Regions from separate parts of the Ovis aries genome. Here all the other regions are linked to region 2. Evidence: chromatin contacts called from public Hi-C data. All regions are on one chromosome and are shown on one strand. The core of a region is the stretch at or near the end of the contact, and the rest is flanking DNA. Distances in the headings are between cores, read along the strand shown. Region 1 has its middle 40 kb from the start of KLF2. Region 2 holds the start of KLF2 (KLF transcription factor 2). Region 3 has its middle 56 kb from the start of KLF2.

Evidence for each region. Hi-C and Micro-C count contacts between places; a contact is called where the count stands out from the background.
Region 1: a contact with region 2 is called in a Hi-C map of tail adipose tissue, with 2.6 times the contacts expected there. The contact joins the enhancer-like site here to the promoter of KLF2 in region 2. A contact is called at or near these places in 3 of 16 Hi-C or Micro-C datasets (mesenteric adipose tissue, muscle and tail adipose tissue).
Region 3: a contact with region 2 is called in a Hi-C map of blood, with 2.0 times the contacts expected there. The contact joins the enhancer-like site here to the promoter of KLF2 in region 2. A contact is called at or near these places in 3 of 16 Hi-C or Micro-C datasets (blood and mesenteric adipose tissue).

The regions. Positions count from the first base shown.
Region 1 is chr5:6,505,303-6,509,006 of ARS-UI_Ramb_v3.0, reverse strand. No RefSeq gene overlaps it. Among named protein-coding and RNA genes, the nearest start is that of KLF2, 40 kb to the right of the region's middle. Within about 2 kb of position 1,951, at least 16 of the 54 cell types and tissues checked have an H3K27ac peak or open chromatin away from gene starts, as enhancers often do. A contact at or near this core is called in tail adipose tissue, where this site is marked.
Region 2 is chr5:6,465,692-6,469,203 of ARS-UI_Ramb_v3.0, reverse strand. KLF2 (KLF transcription factor 2) reads left to right here and starts at 1,600. Exons shown (of 3, transcript XM_015095770.4): 1 at 1,600-1,769; 2 at 1,954-2,779; 3 at 3,299-3,512. The coding sequence starts at 1,695. The coding sequence ends at 3,474.
Region 3 is chr5:6,521,793-6,525,063 of ARS-UI_Ramb_v3.0, reverse strand. No RefSeq gene overlaps it. Among named protein-coding and RNA genes, the nearest start is that of KLF2, 56 kb to the right of the region's middle. Within about 2 kb of position 1,668, at least 3 of the 54 cell types and tissues checked have an H3K27ac peak or open chromatin away from gene starts, as enhancers often do.

The sequences.
Region 1 (3,704 bases), core at 702-3,201, 39 kb before region 2:
CCTGTGGGTCGGGGACATCCTGGGCCCTGTAGAGTGTTGAGCAGCGTCTCTGGTCTCTACCCACTCAAAGCAAACAGCACCCTCTACCCCCAGTTGTGACAACCAAAAATGTCCCCAGACATTGCCAGACATCCCCTGGAGTGCAGAATCGCCCTCAGGTAAGAACCACTGACTCAGGCAAATGTCTTTAGACACGGTGACAAGATCTTATCTGAGACAAAGCCACAGATGGAGGGGTGACCCCAGGAGGTATTGACAAGAAAACCTGGGAAAGGAGGCAGCGGCTTCTCTGAGGGGCCAAAGAAAGGACCCCAGGAAGGTCAGGAGAAGGGCTGCTCACAAGGATGCCAGCCCCCGACCAGGAGAGGGGCCCACCCAAGATCAGGCTGGGGCTGCATCCCTGGCACTTTTTGTGTTTTGTTTCCTCTTTTTTTTCCCTTTGGCTGCACCACATGGCATGTGGGATCTTAGTTCCCTGACCAGGGATCAAACCTGCATCCCCTGAAGTGGAAGCATAGTCTTAACCACCGGACCACCAGGCGAGCCCCACCTCTGAGCTTCGTGTACCCCTGAGACCCTGGGCAAGTCATACACCCTCTTTAAATCTCAGTTTCTTCATCTGCAAAGGAGGGGGCCCTCCCAGCACAAAGATCTCTGGACACTGGGGGATGATGTCAAAGAATAAGGGTTTGAGGCTTTAAGAGAACCAAAGGGCTTTGTCCAGCATCCCACGGTTGTTAAGTGAAGGAGGCTGGATTGAACCAGATCCTAGCTGCCCCCACAGCTCACTGCCTCTCCGTGAGAAACCATCACTGCGCACGGGAGACCACGGGAAGAACAGGTCAAACCAGCCAGAACGGAAGTGCTGAGATGCCTCTGTCGCCAAGCACTTTTCCTCTGCACCTGCTGCCAAATCGCAGACACCATGGATGACTCGCTCTGCTCTCAAACAGCCACACTTCCAAGAAAAAAATGACACAGCACTGACAAAAATAATTTCTTCCAAACCTAAGCCTTCAAAGTATGTTGGAAAGCAACATCCATCCATCAACAAGCAGGGACTTCTCTGGCAGTCCAGTAGTCAAGACTCCGAGCTTCCACCGCAGGGGGCATGGATTCAGTCCCTGGTCAGGGAGCTTAAAATCTCGCGTGCTGCCGCCAAAACAAACAGAAAACCACAGTGGAGTGGATAACGCAAAACACAGGGGCATCCATGCAGTGGAACAGTACTCAGGCATAAACAGGAGTGAAGCGCTGATTCATCCCGCAATGTGGACGAACCTCGAAAACGTGACGCTATGGGAGAGGAGACAGACGCTGGAAGCCACACGGCGCATGAGTCCACCTCTAAGAAGTGTCCACGACAGGCCAAGCCATAGAGACAGAAAGCAGATCAGTGGCTGCAGCGGCTGGAGGAGCGGGAATGGGGGCTGCTGACGGGGACGGGATCTCATTTTGGTGTGGCGAAAATGTTTGGGACGCGATAGAGGAGAGAGTTGCACAACACGGTGAACGGACTCAATGCCACCAACTGTTCCACTTGAAAATGACTAATTTTATGTTACGTGAATTTCCCCTCAGTAAAAATACACAGGTAAAAATTTAAAAAAAAAACAGAAGCATAAAAAAATCCACCAAGGCAAGTATTTGTCTCTCCACGGGGTGTGGTGGGGGTGGGGTGGAGGACACAGGTTTTTCTACCCACCTTGGGAAGGGATGATGGAGTTGGGGGCCCCCTGCCTGGGGGCCCTGGACACAGTCTGGACCAATTTGTCAGCGCTGTGGGGGCCATGCTCTGGCTGGCGGCAGCGCTGGGCTCTTGAAGGGTTTTGTCAGGGCTTTGAAAGGGGGCCAGGTTTTTTTTTTTCCCCCGGAGCCGAGCAGTCTTGAGCCTGTTGTTCTCAGCAATCTCAGGGCCGCGTGTTAGCAGGAAACACAGCCAAGTAGGGCTTCCTGAGAGTCGGAGAGAGGAAGCTCCGTAATGTTCTGGAAGGCCGGGTTAAAAATAACCCCGGTATATAAGGACGGCGGAGGGTCCCCTCTCTGCCTCACTCGCACGCAGGCCGGCTGGACGCTGGGCCGAGCAGGTGGTTTGGGGCCTAAGACAGGCCAAATCCTGGTCCTTGGGCCCCTGGGGCTAGGGGAAAACACCAGCCAAGTTCAGAGTCCTGAGGCTGCCCCGCTTCCAGAACTTAGGCAGAGTCAGGGCCACCGTGGGTGTTCCTGTTTTAAATCACTTTTCTCCAGCCGAATATGCAAACCCAAGCAGAGAGGAACTCGGGTGGAGCTGTGATTTCGGTTGGCAGTGAGGACCAAAGCGCACACAGGCTGGGGGTCTGACAGCCGGAGTTCGAATCCTGTCTCTGCCACGAGCTCGGGATCTCAGTATTCTCATCTGTAAAATGGAGCAAATAATGGTTCCTACATTGTTGTAAGCACTAAATACTTAGCACAGAGGCTCTAAGGAAGCTGAATAATTATTATGAATTCTTCCAAGGGGGCTCAGTGGCAAAGAATCCGCCTGCCAATGCAGGAGACACGGGTTTGATCCCTGAGTTGGGAAGATCCCCTAGAGGAGGAAATGGCAACCAATTCCAGTATTCCTTGCCTGGAGAATCCCTTGGACAGAGGAGCCTGGAGGGACACAGTCCATGGAGGCACAAAGACTGGGACACAACTGAGCATGCACACACCATCCTTATTTCCAGGATGTTTACTTCCCCAGGTGTGGCATATTATTATGTATTTAATCCGTGCATCAGTTCTAATTCCATCTCCTCCCCCTCTTCACAGGTGTAGCAAGCGGGGATTAGCATCCCCTGTTGTCACGGTAACCCAAGATGCCGTGGCCACGTTGTCTCTGTGAGCTTTTTCCAACCTTGCCTTCCACAAGCCCGCTGATGGACACCTCTTTCAATTTTACACTCAGAGGCCTCACTTGCCTTACCCTAGCCCAGTCCTGACAAAAAGGAACAGATCTGAGCCAGGGACTTTGGACTTCACAGGGCCCAGAGTTCTTTCTGTTCTATGCTTAGAAGTTAAAGTTAGGGAGCTCGAAGGGTGCAGCCGGAAGATGGGTGACCATCACCTTTACATAGGCAGGTTGTTCGCACCCCGTACACAGGCGGGGTGATCTTTCCAAAAGGACCTCTGATGTCACTGCCATCAGAACAGCGAGAACAACAAAGCCCACTACTGCCCGAATTTTGGGACAAAGTCAACACCAAGGTGTGGGGCTTCTCATCCTGGGCTGAGCCACATGGATCAGAAAAATAAAAGAAAACACAAATGATCAATGTCAGGAAGGAGAGAGGGGACCCTGGGGACAAGTCCTACACATATCAAAAGGTTCACCAGGGCATTCTATAAAGAACTTGCTGCTGCTAAGTCGCTTCAGTCGTGTCCGACTCTGCGACCCCAGAGACGGCAGCCCTCCAGGCTCCCCCCGTCCCTGGGATTGTCCAGGCAAGAACACTGGAGTGGGCTGCCATTTCCTTCTCCAATGCATGAAAGTGAAAAGTGAAAGGGAAGTCGCTCAGTCGTGTCCGACCCTCAGCGACCCCACGGACTGCAACCCACCAGGCTCCTCCGTCCAAAAACAACTTGATTCCAGTCAATTCAATGGCTCAGATGACACGGACAAATTCCTCGAAAGACTCAAATTCCCCAAACTTACTCAAGAAGAAACAGATCAGCAGGGGACC
Region 2 (3,512 bases), core at 351-2,850:
TTCAGGTTAGGAGCTGCCTGCACCCCTCCCCGCCTGGCTGTGGGACACTACCTGATCATGGACACCTCCAAGCCTGAATGTGAGTGCTGGTATCAAGAGGCCAAGGCTGGATACCGGCTCCAGGTTACACCATGAGATACTCTCCCTTTGATAACCACTTGGCTCCCCTTCCCCCCACATCTTGACTCACACATCTCCTCTTGGGTGAGGTTCAAAATTCCACACATTCTCTCTCTCCCCGTCTCACACACACTCACGACCTATCTCCAGCCCCTGCTGCTGCTGCTGCTGCTGCTAAGTCGCTTCAGTCGTGTCCGACTCTGCGCGACCCCATAGACGGCAGCCTACCAGGCTCCTCCATCCCTGGGATTCTCCAGGCAAGAACGCTGGAGTGGGTTGCCATTTCCTTCTCCAATGCATGAAAGTGAAAAGTGAAAGTGAAGTCGCTCAGTCGTCTCAGACTCTTAGCGACCCCATGGACTGCAGCCCACCAGGCTCCTCTGTCCATGGGAGTTTCCAGGCAAGAGTACTGGAGTGGGGTGCCATTGCCTTCTCCGGCCCCTGCTTTCCCCTAAATAGCTGTTCATTTGACATCTCCTCCCCACCCCCCACCCCTCATTACAGTGAAAGCCTCGAAGGCAGGGATTTGTCTGCCTGTTGGCAAATGCGTTTCCAGTGCCCACAGAGAACAGCACGCAGTAACAGCAGAAGGGACAGTCCCTTCCTGGCAGGTCCTCAAGCATGGTGTGAGGCACCTAGGGGGCCGTGTTTAAGAGGCTCCCAGCGGAGGTTTGTTGCCACCGGCCCCGCTGTTCTGGGTCTATATTGTCAGATTCCTTGTCTTGAGTCTCTTCACTTACATGAGTCAGAAAAGGCACCAAGCCTGTGGACAGCTGTCAGACCTCAAGCCTCTCCCAGCACGTTCGGAATCTCAGTTTCCCCTCCCTGAAGGGCTTCCTTGAGACGGAGCCTCTCAAAAACTTAACACTTCTTGGTATCATCATGCGAGCAGAGTGGTGGACCTAGCAGTAGATCAGGGCTTGGTGGGTCCCAAGGAAATGAGTCGCTGAGTCTCTCCATCCATCATGAGTCCAGGGAACACCACCCTGAGCTCGCCGGACCCGTTACCCCCATCCATCAAGGATTTGGGGGACCCTTCTGTGACTGCGGGGCCCATCTCCCCATCCGTCAGGGATCCTGGTCCATTCACAGTCCCGGGTCCCCGACGCTATTCCCCGCTCCGGGTCCTCCCTGTCCTCACGCAGGCGGGAGCCCACGAAGGGACAGCGGGGATCCCTGAGCGTCACGCTGCTGTTGTGCGGCGTGTGTTGACGCCGTCGCCTGGGAGACGGGCGGGGGCGGGCCCGGGGGGGGGGCGCGGCCTGGCTGTTGGCGCTCGGGGCCGAGCCGGCCGTGCAGGGCCCTGGCGGCCTCAGTGGCCACGGCCGCCGCCGCCGCCCGCCGGCTTATATACCGCGGCTAAATTTAGGCTGCGCCCGGAGCTCGTCCCCATCCGGGACGCGTTTCCGCCGCCGCCGCCTTGGCCCGGCCCCCGCGCGCGCCGCGCCTATAAGGCTTGGGCGGGCCCGGCCGCGGCCCGCAGAGCCGTCCCCGCCCGCCCGCGCCCCGACCAGCCCGGCTTCGGGCAGCCTCTCACCGGTGTCCCGAGTCCGCGTCAGCCCCAGGTCCCAGCCATGGCGCTGAGCGAGCCCATCCTCCCGTCCTTCTCCACTTTCGCTAACCCGTGCCGGGAGCGCGGCCTGCAGGAGGTGAGGGCGGCAGGGACCGCGGGCGGCGGGGGCGGCTGGCTCAGGGTAGCAGAACGTGGGCTGCGGGGTAGGAGAACGCAGGCGGCAGGCACGGCGGGCTCAGGGTGATGGAAGGCGGGTAGCGGGCCGCGATCCCCACCCCACCGCGCGCTCACTCCCGCGCCTATCGCCCTGTCACCCGCAGCGCTGGCCGCGCACCGAGCCCGAGGCAGGCGGCACCGACGACGACCTCAACAACGTGTTGGACTTCATCCTGTCCATGGGGCTGGACGGCCTGGGAGCTGAGTCCGCCCCGGAGCCCCCGCCGCCCCCGCCGCCCCCGCCGCCCGCGTTCTACTACCCGGACCCCGGCGCGCCGCCTCCCTATGGCGCCCCCGCGGGCGGTTTGGTGTCCGAGCTGCTGCGGCCCGAACTGGACGTGCCACCGGGACCCGCGCTGCACGGTCGCTTTCTGCTGGCGCCGCCGGGCCGCCTAGTGAAGGCTGAGCCCCCCGAGGCGGACGGTGGCGGCGGCGGCTACGGCTGCCCGCCCGGCCTGGCCCGCGGACCACGGGGCCTCAAGCGCGAAGGCGCCCCGGGCCCGGCAGCCGCGTGCATGCGAGGCCCCGGGGGCCGGCCCCCGCCACCGGCCGACACGCCACCGCTCAGCCCTGATGGCCCCGCGCGCCTGCCTGCACCCGGCCCGCGCGCCCCCTTCCCGCCTCCCTTCGGCGGCCCGGGCTTCGGCGCGCCCGGGCCCGGCCTGCATTACGCGCCGTCCGCGCCCGCCGCCTTCGGTCTCTTTGACGACGCGGCCGCCGCCGCGGCGGCTCTGGGTTTGGCGCCACCCGCCGCCCGAGGTCTCCTCACGCCGCCTGCGTCTCCGCTGGAGCTGCTGGAGGCCAAGCCCAAGCGCGGCCGCCGGTCCTGGCCGCGGAAACGCACGGCCACGCACACCTGCAGCTACGCGGGCTGCGGCAAGACCTACACCAAGAGCTCGCACCTCAAGGCGCACCTGCGCACGCATACAGGTGGGCGCCGAGCACGGGCCGGGGACCACTGCGGGGGCGCGCTAGCGGAAGGGCGTGCTTAGGAACCCCCAGAGGGCGTAGCGCGAGGGTTGGGCAGGGGGCGAGGTCTTAGAAAGCCCCCTGGGGGCGTGGTTCGGGAACCGGGGGCGTGAGTGCGCCCCTAGGATCCTCCTGGGAGCGTGGCTCGGGACTTTGGGCAGGGGTGAGCACTTAGGAAACCTAGGGGGACCCTGTGTCTCGGACTGTTGCGGAGAGAGTGCAGGCTTAGGGGCCCCCTGGGGGCGTGGCTCTAGACACCGAGGAGCGTCCGGACAGGGTGCGCCTCGGACACCCGGGGAGTGAGGATCGCGAGACCGGGGAGTGAGGGATCCTGTGCCTAGGATGCCTACGGGTTCAAAAAGTAGCCGGGAGCACTTCGGAGAGCTGGTTAAGGGTAGGATGTGCGCACCCGAGTAGCCACTAAGCAGCGGGGTGAGTACCGGAGGAAAACTAAGACCCGCTCTCGCCCTCTCCCTGCAGGCGAGAAGCCCTACCACTGCAACTGGGAAGGCTGCGGCTGGAAGTTCGCGCGATCGGACGAGCTCACGCGCCACTACCGCAAGCACACGGGCCACCGGCCCTTCCAGTGCCACCTGTGCGACCGTGCCTTCTCGCGCTCCGACCACCTGGCGCTGCACATGAAGCGGCACATGTAGCCCGGACGCCCCCCACCCCCACCCGCGCGCGGCCGTGG
Region 3 (3,271 bases), core at 419-2,918, 56 kb before region 2:
TGATGTACAAAGAGTTCTGTGTCCCCTACCTCCACTCCTCAGCCTCCCCAAAGCCATCTTCTCCCATGTCTGCAGTCCATTTGTCAAAAGGGAGCAATTAGATAGCTGCAGACAGTGACTGCAGCCATGAAATTAAAGGATGCTTGCTCCTTGGAAGAAAACTATGACAAACCTGGACAGCATATTAAAAAGCAGAGACACCACTCTGCTGACAAAGGTCTGTCTAGTCAAAGCTATGGTTTTTCCAGTAGTCATGTACAGACGTGAGAATTGGACCATAAAGAAGTCTTGGACCATAAAGAATTGGACCATAAAGAGTGCCAAAGAACTGATGCTTTTGAACTGTGGTGCTGGAAAAGACTCTTGAGAGTCCCTTGGACTGCAAGGAGATCAAACCAGTCAATCCTAAAGGAAATCAACCCTGAATACACATTGGAGGGACTGATGCTGAAGCTGAAGCTCTGATACTTGGGCTACCTGATTTGAAGAGCCAACTCATTGGAAAAGACTCTGATGGTGGGAAAGATTGAAGGCTGGAAGAGAAGGGGACAACAGAGGATGAGATGGTTGGAAGGCATCACCAACTCAATGGACATGAGTTTGGGTAACATTGTTGACCAAACAACAACCTTGGAACAACTCTGTTTGCCAAACTCCAGACCTTTTTTGGATTTTCTCCAGGCCTCCCTCTGCTGTTCCAGGGGCTCATCGGGGATGATCCCTCCTTCCCACAATAGCATTTAGGCAGCACATTTTATAAAGTAGCACTTTCCCCCACTTCTTCACCATAGAGAAGAAAATGGATATATTTTGCCTTTATGAAAGAGTTGTACAGCTAGAACAGAGTTCTGGCCACCCAACCATGCTGTGTTGTGTCAGAAGAAACCAGTGCTGCCCATGTCTCTGAACCATCAAGGGGAGCCTTCCCCTGTTTTTCAGGGCCTTCACGGCTTGGGCTCAGGCAAATTAGAGCTTCTAGTTCCACCCCAGCCACATCCTGCTGGGTGACCTGGAGCGAGTCACTTCACTTCTCTGAGCCTCAGTTCCCTCTTCTGTAAAATGGGCGGATACAATGCTGGCCAGGCACGTGGCAGGCACGGGACAAACACCAGCAAGTTTGTGGGGGGTTTTTTGTTTTTTTAGAATTTTTAGAATTTTAGAATTTTTTTAGAATTTTATTTATTTATTTTTGGCTGTGCTGGTCTTTGCTGCTGCCCAGGCTTTCCTCTCGTTGCAGAGAGCAGGGGCTCCTCTCTAGTCTGGGCACGCAGGCTCCCCGTTGTGGCAGCTTCTCTTGCTGCCGAGCACAAGCTCTAGAGCACGGCTCAGTAGTTGGGGCGCAGGGGTTTAGTTACTCCTCAGCACGTGGGATCCTTCCGGACCAGGGAGCGAACCCGCATCTCCTGCATCGGCAGGCAGATTCCTTACCACTGAGCCACCAGGGAAGCCCCAAGTTTTCGTTTTATGGTTGCTCAAAGTGCTTGGCATCTTTCTGTGCAATCAAGTGCAGGCATGGTGCTCAATCAGCCAAAATAGAACATGCAAGGTTTGATTTCCCAAGCAGGACCTGCGAAATGTGGGACGCCCCTTCCCAACCCCATCTGGCTTCCCCACACGACATCTTAACCTTCCTAATGACACCGGGGGGTGGCCCCACAGCCCCAGTTTGCAGTGGAGGAAACGGGCACCCAGAGAACGAGATGTTCACCCTGCATCACCCAGCGAGCCCCACCCTGGGTACAAATGAATTATCTATTCTCTTACAGACACATCTCAGAGTGTGTGTGGTTTTTCAAATTGTGGTAAAAATTGTGGTAAAATTCATGTAACATAAAATTCACCATCTTAACTATTTTTAAATGCACAGCTCAGTGGCCCCGAGTACATTCACACCATCGTCACCACCCATCTCCAAGTGCCCTTCACCTTGCAAAAACGAAACCCTGTCCTGGTTAAATGCTCACTCCCCACTCCCCCGCCCCCAGCCCCTAGCCACCAGCATTCTGCTCTCTCTCTGTGAATCTGCTCTAGGAACGTCACCTAAGCAGAATCATGCCCGCTTGTCCTTTTGCTGCTGGCTTGTTTTACTCAGCATACTGTCTTCCAGGTTTATCCGTGTAGTGTGCGAGGTTCCTTTCCTTTAAAGGCTGAATAATATTCCGCTGTATGGATGGACCACGCTGTGCTTATTCACCCATCCTTTGCTAGACACTTGGGTGGCTTCCACCTTTCAGCTACTGTGGAAAATGCTGCTATGAACACGGGTGGACAAGGATCTCTTAGAGACCCCAATTTCAGTTCTTTGCGGGATCTACCCAGAAGTGAGGTTGCTGGATCGTAAGGTCGTTCTATTTTTAATTTTTCGAGGAACTCCTGTACTCTTTCCACGGCAGCTGCACCTTTTCACTTTCCCCCCCAACAGTGCACAAGTGTTCCAATTTCTCGACATCCTCGATAACATTTGTTATTTTCTTTGTTTTTGATAGGAGCCGCCCTCATGGGTGTGAGGTGGTATCGCTTTGTGGTTTTGATTTGCATTTCCCTGATGATTAATGATGTTGAGCGTCTTTTTATGTGCTTGCTCATTTGTATAACTTCTTTAGACTAGAACTGGGCGGGGGGGCGGGGGGGCTTTAATTCCTAGGGGCCAACCTGAAGCAAAGAGGATGGAATTGGCTCATTTCCTCCAGGCCAGGGCAGGCATCTGAAGCCGTCTGCACACCTACTGTGTCCTGGGTGTATCGGAGGCGGAAACCCAGCCTCTCTCCAGGTCTGCTCACCATTCATCATCACTCTGCGGCACAGCTTCACGTCTCCAGAGCTTTCCCTATGCCATTCCCTGTGCTGGGAATAATGCATTTACCCCAAGGCACTGAGTTCTCACAGCTGCTATGAAACAGATCCTATTCTTTTATTTGCTTTTTAATATTTATTCATCCAGCTGTGCTGAGTCTTAATTGTGGCACTTGGGATCCTCCTTTGTGGCGGTGTGCAAACTCTTCGCATGTGGGATCCAGTTCCCCAGCCAGGGGTCGAACCCAGACCCTCCACCCTGACCCTTACCACATTGGGAGCGCGATGTCCCAGTCACTGCACTACCAGGGAAGTCTCAAAACAGGTCCTCTTCTTAACCCCATTTCACAGTGGAGGAAGCTGAGACTCAGAGCCCAAGTGGCTTGCCCAAGGCCACAACAACTGGTAAGTGGCAGAGTTTGGGATTTGAATGCAATCAGCCCAGCTCTAAAGTTCACACTGACTATTTCTCTTTGAA